Linked DNA regions of Zea mays: region 1 is linked to region 2. Evidence: chromatin contacts called from public Hi-C data. All regions are on one chromosome and are shown on one strand. Each heading gives the region's core, a stretch centred on a gene start, on an enhancer-like site or on the middle of the called end of the contact. The rest is flanking DNA. Distances are from core to core; before and after follow the strand shown.

Region 1 (5,125 bases), core at 732-3,231, 220 kb after region 2:
ACTTTGAATGTGGCATCGTGCCTTTAGGTGCTGCCATGCCCCTAGAGGGGGGGCTTGCTACATTCTCTTGACTTGTTGCCTTTGTACCTAACCACTATAGGAGTCTTTTGTTCACTTGATAGGACTCAGTCTCTAGAGGGATTAGGGCCGATCATTTTAAATTAGCTGAAGTCAAGGACCTTAAAGATTTAGAGGTCGATACAGTGCCTTAGGCAATTAAGAGAATGTATTATTCTACTGTTAGCAATGTCTCATGGTCCTAAGTCTTAGATCATTTTTATTGTTAGAAGTACCTTTAGATCATGCCCCCTAGGGCTTAGACTGTCCTTGTAAATGATGATGGCCAAAAGAACTCAAATATGAGTCTCTTGTAGCCATAATGCCTCGAGGCCGAGAGCATTGGGTCCTAGTCCATATTAAGGGCGCGTAGGGAAAATTGCTTTTAGTGGGTTTTTGGTTTCCACATCCTATCCGAAACTTTAGTGACTAAAACTTAGTCACTTGTAGTCCTTAAAATACCAAACAGTGTGACTAAAATAGGCCTTCCAAATAGGAATTTTAGTGACTAAAGTTTAGTTCTAAAGTTTAGGAGGGTGACTAAAGAAACCAAACACCCTCTTAGTTTTGTAAGGCTATGTGGAGCAGCATATATTCAAACTATACTGCGAATAGTGTAGTCTACAATACAAAACATTGCAAAACAATGATTTAGGTGACTATATTAAGAAGTTTATAGGAACAGACCGTACTTAGAAGATCACATTAGAAGACCTTATGATCAGTTGATTTTGAGTTTTTTTATATCACTTTGTTATCGGTGTGTGCTTGTGCACTTCTGATGCTTTTTTTATAAGGGGGTGTTTGGTTTGCCCCTGCTAAAATTTAGCCCCTATCACATCGAATGTTTGAACCTCCGTTCGGGGTATTAAATGTAGTCGGATTATAAAACTAATTTCTCAGCTGAAGATTAAAAAGTGAGACGAATCTAGTACAGTTGGTTGGGTCTATATTTCATACTCCTATTTGAAAGTCAAACGCTTGATGTGACCCGGGCCAAACTTTAGTCCACAGAACCAAACACCCCCTAAGTGTGCGTTTGTGCATAATGGTCGATTTTGTATTTGGTTGTAACTCTCACGCCCCGTTTGGATCTTTGGAATTGAATTCCATTCTAATAATAGTAATTTTGACATATATCAATTAAGCTAACTCGGTTTTATGCAAAATATATTTGTATACCATTATTAGTAAGATGTCGAAGATATTTATGTGCTACATTTTCACTATAGAGGAGTGAGACGAAGAGTGTCATGTAAGTTACAGAGTAGAAACAAATTTTACTAATGCATAAAATCATTTCCCATCTTTCACCTCATGAATTTGAGATAGTCTTATATCTGAATTCTGGAAAGTGGTGGAATGTCAAATTACAAACTAAATAAATTACTTTATTGAGTGAATTCCAATTCTTCTAAAATGAAGGGATCCAAACGCCCCGTCATTGAAAACCAAAACTGGAATTAACACAATTTCCATTATTAAAAAAATATAAGTGAACGGCTAGACAATCTAAATATATTTTGGCGTGCTGATTTTTACTCTAATTAGCTTGCAAAAACAAAAAACAGTTTCAAAAGTCTAACAAAAGAAACCTAAGTAGGTTTAAGAGTCAACGATACCATTTTTTCACTAAACATGGGTCAACTACGTGTGTCTTTTTATTGAATGTGAACGAAAAGGCCACAAATTCAAAGGCAGGGTGAACCTGGCAGCAGGGCCCACACGACATCCAAATCGAAGAACACGTCGCTGACACACCACCTCTCCCTCGCCGCATTCTCCACTCTCTGGTCTTCGCCGTGGTCGGTGCCTTCCAAATCCAAAAAACCCCAAGCCCTAGCTGTAGCCGTCCCCCAAGGTCGCCGAGATGTCTTCGTGGCTGCGCAGCGCGGTGAGCCGGGCAGTGGAGGCCGGCGGCCGCAGCGGCGTCGCCCGCGCGGTCAAGGGGTACGCCGATACCGTCGCGCACCACGCCGGTCAGGCCGTCGCGGACATCCTCCACGACCGCATGGTGAGATTGCTCCCCTCCCCTTTGCTAGCACTTCCACTAGGCGTCCCCTTCTGCTTGACCAAATCCTAATGCGGGGCAGGTCTGGGACGCGAATCGGACATGCTTTATTTGCTTCGAGCTGCGAATTCGTTGCCTCTGCACACGAATGCAATGCCCTTAGCTCTTAAGTTGCAAACTGGAGCTTCAGTTGGTGCAGTGGTGGCTATGGCAGCCAGTGCCCCTATCTCGCTCTGCTCCGAAGTCCGAACTGAAGCTTGGGTGCTTCAGTGTGTCGAAAATTCCTCTTCATGTATGGGTGGAAGATCACATAAAGTTTGAAATGATAAATTGACATTTTAGTCCTGGTTTTATCACAGTCATGTTTAGTATACGATCTGAATATGTGAATCGTAAAGGTCTGTTCTCAAATTGAAGTTTTCTACCCGACTCCCTAATATGCACCAGTTCAAAGATCTATCTTATGCTAAGAGTGAGATGGTTTTATACTTATGCTATACCCGTTCTTGTGTTGTGAGGCATGAAATCCTTGGTATACCAAGGAAGGGAAGTGTAGTGTAGCATATTTGGACCATTGATGAGTCATTGACAGCCTCGGTTGGTCTGATTTGGTTCTGTTACTGGGTGATTTGCAGGGCGTTCAGAACTATAAAAGTTTCAAGAAGACAGTAGCACGATTGGAAGAGGCTGCTGTATCATGCCGTGGGGGTGAAAGAGTTGAATTGTTGAAACGTTGGTTAGGAGCATTGCAAGATGTTGATGCTGAAAATGGAAGTTCAGATTTAAAGGTGTCTGAAGCTAATGACCCTTCTGGTGAAATGGACACTTTGAAAGCACAAACTGTGAGTTTACATGCTCATAAATTAAATCTCATGGCTGTTCATTTCACAAAGTTATGTGATACTTTTGACTTTTGTCCAGTCGCTTATACACATCTTAGCTGTTGTAGGCTTTCTCAAGTACATATATCCATCTTAAATTTAAAATTTTGGAAGCAGGTTTTGTTCTATGATGCTGATATTGATGGTGCACCTATGAATTTTTGTGATGTATTCTTGTACAGCCAAGCACTTGAAGGTATTACATTGTCCATGGTAAGTTAGTCGAACCATTTTCTCTTAGCAACATTGCTATTGTTTATTTGCACTTAGGTTATTGCCAATTACTAATTATCTTTTCATATAATAAGATTCTCGAACCTCCTTCTGAGGAGGAAGTTTCACTGCTTTTGGAAATATTCAGGTGAGTATGCATATGGAATCACCTGTTTGATATGTGCTTATCTTTGTATTTTTTCCCAAAAGTGACAAAATTCATATATGTCTTTGTTCAGCATTACTGATTAAATATCTGAATGAATCATTCAAACTTTTTCTGAAATAGCATGGCAAACCGATAATGAGAACTATGTCATTGAGTCACCAGGTCGTAGGTTGAAGCAACCTCTCTGCATTTGCGGGAGAAGGCTTGCCTGGTTTATCCCTTCCCCAGACCCCACTCATGTGGAAATATCCGGCACTGGGTCTGCCCCCTTTTTCTTCAAAAGCATGGAAGACTTGAACATATATATTAGCAATTCCCATATCAGCACGTTTTGATAGACTGCTCCATTTGCCTTGCCATTTTTTCGCTCTGCTCTTTATGGATTTTTGTATATGCTGACTTGCAGCAATGATTGTACTGGTTTCCTTTTTGATAGGATCTTAACAAACTGTTGATTTTCCACCCACATTCTCTTCTTCCAAGATTACAGTTGGGTTCAATGTTTAAAAATTGGCATAGTTAACTTCTGCTGAAGCCCTGAAAGGGCGTAAACCCTTATTTGTTGAAGATTCATTAACATTATGTTATGGTGGGCGTCCAGTACAGGCGCCGCAACAAGGCTGGTAGTCCTAATTAGGGGGCTGAACCGGCTTAGGCTAAGTGGGCTGTTAGCAAGGCCCTTTTAGCAGTAGAATAAAGAGGCTAAAGGCCTTTTAGGTTAATCTGTAATAGGAGGTTATTTATACCTTAATTGCAATAAAATGAGAACAGGCTGTGATCAACATATTGTTGATCAGCCGCCGCCCTGCCCTAATTTCTCCTCCCCTGCTGTCTTCTCCCAGGCCGTGAGAACCACGGCCTCCTCTCATCGCCAACCGCTCAAGGAGCGGCCACCTACCACACACAACTACAACCTAAGGAGAAGAGGGCATACCACATTAACTAATGGCTATATTCCGAACATCTCAAGTACTTCATCCACCTTATGTCCCAATTGAATCATATCTGACCAGTGAATATTTGTAATTTACTGTATTGAAAAATTGAAGAGCAAGCCTGGTGCACTGGTGAGAGCTGTCTCACTGAGTCATCAGGTCACGGGTTTGAAACAGCCTCTCAGCATTTGCGGCCGGAGGCTTGCCTTGGTTTATCCCTTCTCTAGACCCCACTCATGTGGGAGCTCCGTCATTGGGTCTGTACTTTTTTTACTGTATCAAAAACTGCAATGCTGTTGATTTCTGCAGCATATGCCTTACTGGAGGGAAAGAAGTGAACAAAGAAATCATGAGTAATGTACAAGACTTGGCCAAGGCATTTTCAGAATACAAAGATGAAGTCCTGGTATGCTTTTGGTTTTTCCTTTAGGAGAATCTGTTGTCTTTAGAAAAAAACATGACATTAACTTATGTTGTTTATTAATTGTTGAAACTAGAAGTATCTAATAATTGGATATTTCTGCTGCTTAGTTACCTAACTGTACCATTCTGGGATACAACCATTGGATGGAGCTTTTCTTCTTAGACCTGAATATATTTTCACTTTTTTGGTCCATTTATGTTGTCCACGTTTTTTTATTCTTGAATGCAGGGGTGCCAAACTGTGCTTTATTTTATCCCAAAATAGCTGCTTAAGTGTGTGTGTGTGTGTGTGTGTGTGTGTGTTCTCAAAAATCATATAAGTGTTTGTATACTCTTAACAGCTAACACTCGCACTCGTTTTTTCTTGAAGTTGAAATCGAAGTTAGTGTTAAGATGCACTACTCAAGTTTTAGTACCATATTGATTTTGGTCAAGA
Region 2 (5,215 bases), core at 494-2,993:
CATGCATTTCCTTTGCAATATTAGGTGATGAAAAATCAATCACTGCCCTCTTTACTGGAAGAATTGGTGCCCAAGTCTTGATACCGTTAACGAGCATGTCTTGTATTCTCTACAATAATGTAGCTCATTGACAATTTGCGAGAATAGATCATGGTACTGGTAATGCTAGCATAACTTGTACATAAAAGATCTTGGCCAAACCTGTGCAACCCAGCGGTTTGATAAGACAATATTCACAAAACCAGGTCCAGCAACAGATGTGGATTCAATAATATCAGAAGAAGGCAAGTTCTTGGCAATGGCCTGAGAAAATGTGAGAACCAGTATATTGTTAATGTAAAAGAGCTTGAGAATGCATGAAAAAGTGAAGCAGATCATAATGAAATATATTAGTTCCAAATCTTATGAGAAAGTTCATAGTTTAAGTCTATACAGAAAAAGGTAGACAGACAAATACCTGTCCAATGGCATTAGGGTTTTTGAAACTGGTTCCAGATCCTTTAACCTTTGACCATAATCCCATAGCATTGTTGCTGCACAGGTTCAGCAAGAACAAATTGATGAGCACAAGAAATATTAATTATAATAACAGCTAATAAAGGAGCAGCAGATACTCAGATCGTGTGAGGGACTGATGCAGCAGGTAGGGCAACATTGCAACAACATACCATTGGTAGTCAGCAAACTTTGCTGAAACTTCAACCATCGGTTCTACCTCCACCTCAGGCACAGTAGCCCGGAGGGACATAAGGACCAGCCCGGAGAGCTGTTGCTTGACACTCCCAGCCTGCTGCATGGTCAAATTCAAATCAAGCAGGGAAAATGGGAAAAAAATAAGTGATGCATTCTCCTTCAGAGGCAGCAGCACACTCAGTACACTCACCACAGTGGATTCCTGTTCCTGGGGAGCAACCGAGGTTGAGGTCTCATCTCCCATGGTGGTGGCACTGCACGAGAACCGTAGGAGCCTGGAGGAATAAGAGCTTCTACAGTGACCTGGCTAAGTAGACAACACTAGAATGAGAACAAGTCCAAATTAATCAATTAATCAATGTGGCGAGCTTGAACTGAAAAGGAAGCACAGCAAGTGTGACGCTTCTGACAGCAAATCCCAATCTGCTGATAATCCAAATCTAGTGCCTCTGACTCGTTAATTTGAAACAAATTAAAAAATCAAATGAGTGCAAGTAACTGACACCGTAAGAGAAAACAAGTCCAAATTGAGCATAACTAACCAAACTGGAAGCATAACAAGTTCAATGTCCCTGACAGATAATCCCAATCAGCTGATGTAATCCAAATCTAGTGCACTCGCCAGTCATTAGTAATTTCATAAAGCAATGCTGGTGACGAACCTAACAATTTATTCATCCAGAAGAAGCGCACTTATCCTCGTTGATGCGAACGGGGTGGAGAGGGTGAGCCCCAATACAGAGCAAGTCTATAAACCCAACCTTATCCAACATCCAAACCCCAAGCGCCCCCTCTAAAAATCCACGGAAACTGAACCACTGTCCCTAACAGAAACTAACGCCGCCCGGACCACCAAACCCTAAACCCCGAACCGCGCGTCGCACTCACACCCAGACCGACACTAAAATCCCCTGTTTCTCCGCGGCGAACGGAGGCGGTCGGAGCAGCGGGCTCGGGGAGGAAGGAGAAGTGGAAGCAAACTCACCAGAGCGCAGGGTGCGGGAGAGGAGCGGGAGGCGGAGGCGCGTGGGGGTAGGCGCCGCCACTGCAGTTGCTGCTGCCGCGAGAGCTCGCATCCTCGGCCCGCCGTCTGTTAAATACCCCCTTCCCTCTCACGGTCACGCGTGGGAGGCTGGGAGCTGCCACTTCGACTCGGGAGAGCCACCGCAGCCGGTAGCGTAGCGTACTAGCGTGCGCGACACGCAGACACAGTCGCACACACACCGCGCGAGGGTTCTTGGCCGGAAAGAGAAATATGTGATTTTGCCCCTCTCAATTTTGGTTGTTGTTAGTGTATCATCCCGTGTCTATGACTAGTAGGACCATTTGTATCTATAATTTATAGGTCCGATAACATATTGGCGAAACCCACAAATAATAATGACAAAATTGCCAATAGCTCGGCCGGAAATGGGATTACGAAGAATTCTGCTACCTCCATCTTTTATATTTGACGCTAACCGGTGAAAAATTTGTAGTACAAAACGTCAAATAAAAAATTAAAGTATTTATTGAGCATTTGGCAGAGCTCCCGCAACTCTACTCCCGACGAGAATCACTCACACAAAGTCAAACGGTAAAAATCTGAACTACTTCATAGCGAGAGTGCAGTGAATTTAGTCTCTATTTTATACTAGAAAGTGGGAGCCAACTAAATTACTTCCACTGCTCCCAACCTACTCCCCACTCTTTAACCCCTCGGAATTACTCACAGCTTATTTGTCAAACGGTTTTTGTCAAATGAATTCACTTCTGCTAAAGAATCACTGTATTAGAGAAACAGCTCTCGGAGCTAGAGAATCATGGAGTGGAGCTATGCTAAACGAGTCATAAATCTCTACTATATTGAAGCATTGGTTTCAACTATCGTCATGCGTCATTTTTTTAAAAAAAATTATATCTTTTGGAATGAATCCGTCATTCCTCTGTCCCCCGACCCTACTACTTATTAATGTTGTAAAGGGTAGATTGTCATTCTGTTGTTAGACAAACTCAGCCGCTCATTCTATTGTTCTATGATCTAAGCCACACGATCCCGCAACATCATCCGCTCTCTGATCCCGTCAACCAGCCCCGCAGACCGCTCACACTGTCTCCCAAAACGCCAAAACCATCGTGTCGGTGCTCTCCTCCCCCAAAATCCACGCGTTGGTGCTCTCTCCTCCCCCGAATCCGAATCCAGAACGGACCATGCAGCCCGAGCTCCCCTCCACTACGTCGTTGTCGCCTGCCTCGAGGTTCGCGAGAGAGCACCAAGCACCCAGGCTCTCCGCACGCTGCGCCACCGCCACACGGTCTGTCGATTCCCGCCGCACGCAAACGACTCCCCTCGCCCCCGCCCGCACCTCCTCCCTCCAACCAACCCCACTCCGGTCACAGCACGTTGGTAGGCTATCATGTTAGCTCTGTTCCGCCGAATCTGTGCAAGTTCTGTTTTAGCTCAAAACAAGTCTAAAATTACACTTTACTTAAAAATCGAGTCAGATATGAATCCAAAATACCTAAAAACATTCTAAAAGGTGTATGCAACATATTCAAAAGTATAAATCTCAATGTTATACCATTTTTCAAGAAGTTGCACTTCCTAGCCTTGTTTGAGCTCATTTGAACCTATGCTCATAGACTTAGCAAACTAATTAGTCTAATATGTTGTGTTGATCATTAATCACTAAAACATTATAGAAATGGCTTATTTACCCATTTCCCTCCCAATCTCTCTCATTTTGGTGATTTATGTCAACACAACCAAAGCAAATGGAATAAGACTAACTTAGGGCAAGTTTGCTATTCACTATGAGATCTAAGTATGCAAATTGAAGTGAACTAAGTTTGTTTTAGCAGATTTGGAATGTATGGACCAATTAAGCACCACTTAGCCTTTTTTATTTCATAAATCAAATTCTTTTCCGAGTTTGGAGAAACCTTTTTCAAAAGTTTTGCATGTAATAATCAAAAGGTTTTACCCCTTTGGCATAAAATAAAAACTTCCCCTTTTGCAAAGTTTTTTTACAAATGTGCCACCTTTTAGCACTTAAGTGGGTTTTCACATACCAAGTGATAATTACCAATTAAATATCAAAATGACTCAAAAAAATTTAAATTCCACTAAGTGGTGAGTTGGTCCCTTTGCTCTGGCCTACACTTTCTACCCATTGGCATTAAGCACCAAAACAAAGAAAGTTAAGTGTCCTTTCACATTACTCCAAAAAATGCAAATTGTGTGACTTGAGCCCTTTGATACTGAGTGGCAGTGGAAGCGTCCTTTTGGCTCAAGTTCACCATTTCCCTTTCCTACACCTTGAGACTACACATATGATTAACACGAAAGCATTTAGTCTCAAAAGGTCAACTTGTAGACTATCCTCCACCTAAATGTGTGTAGCAATTGCACATGGACTTGTGAGGTCCGTGGATGATTTCTACAGCTTGACCATAGCATAAATATGGGTATGAATAAGTGAAACAATAGTATCAAATTAATAACATGATCAAAGGTATATCAAACATGTGTAATGTGTGCAATACTTCAATCCACATTCCGAGAGTCTAAGATATTTAGCTCACTCCTCAACTCACAAAAAATGATTTTCATCAAGGGGCTTGGTGAAGATTCAACTAATTGGTGATGGGTGCTCACATGGTCTATTATGATATTTCTCCTTTGTGAGTGGCCTATGACTAGTAGGACCATATGTGTCTATAATTTATGGGTCCGATAACATATTGGCGAAACCCACAAATAATAATGACAAAATTGCCAATAGCTCGGCCGGAAATGGGATTACGAAGAATTCTGCTACCTCCATCTTTTATATTTGACGCTAACCGGTGAAAAATTTGTAGTACAAAACGTCAAATAAAAAATTAAAGTATTTATTGAGCATTTGGCAGAGCTCCCGCAACTCTACTCCCGACGAGAATCACTCACACAAAGTCAAACGGTAAAAACCTGAACTACTTCATAGCGAGAGTGCAGTGAATTTAGTCTCTATTTTATACTAGAAAGTGGGAGCCAACTAAATTACTTCCACTGCTCCCAACCTACTCCCCACTCTTTAACCCCTCGGAATTACTCACAGCTTATTTGTCAAACGGTTTTTGTCAAATGAATTCACTTCTGCTAAAGAATCACTGTATTAGAGAAACAGCTCTCGGAGCTAGAGAATCATGGAGTGGAGCTATGCTAAACGAGTCATAAATCTCTACTATATTGAAGCATTGGTTTCAACTATCGTCATGCGTCGTTTTTTTAAAAAAAATTATATCTTTTGGAATGAACCCGTCATTCCTCTGTCCCCCGACCCTACTACTTATTAATGTTGTAAAGGGTAGATTGTCATTCTGTTGTTAGACAAACTCAGCCGCTCATTCTATTGTTCTATGATCTAAGCCACACGATCCCGCAACATCATCCGCTCTCTGATCCCGTCAACCAGCCCCGCAGACCGCTCACACTGTCTCCCAAAACGCCAAAACCATCGTGTCGGTGCTCTCCTCCCCCAAAATCCACGCGTTGGTGCTC

Evidence for each region. Hi-C and Micro-C count contacts between places; a contact is called where the count stands out from the background.
Region 1: a Hi-C map of ear shows a contact between it and region 2, with 1.6 times the contacts expected there. The contact joins the promoter of LOC103630051 here to the promoter of LOC100273441 in region 2. A contact is called at or near these places in 2 of 25 Hi-C or Micro-C datasets (ear and tassel).

The regions. Positions count from the first base shown.
Region 1 is chr6:135,737,080-135,742,204 of Zm-B73-REFERENCE-NAM-5.0, forward strand. It overlaps LOC103630051 (myosin-2 heavy chain-like), which reads left to right and starts at 1,982. Exons shown (of 18, transcript NM_001347241.1): 1 at 1,982-2,071; 2 at 2,704-2,910; 3 at 3,067-3,162; 4 at 3,258-3,310; 5 at 4,576-4,672. The coding sequence starts at 2,069.
Region 2 is chr6:135,513,623-135,518,837 of Zm-B73-REFERENCE-NAM-5.0, forward strand. It overlaps LOC100273441 (arginyl-tRNA synthetase), which reads right to left and starts at 1,744. Exons shown (of 18, transcript NM_001147878.1): 1 at 1,679-1,744; 2 at 884-1,014; 3 at 669-790; 4 at 458-533; 5 at 202-303; 6 at 1-109. The coding sequence starts at 937.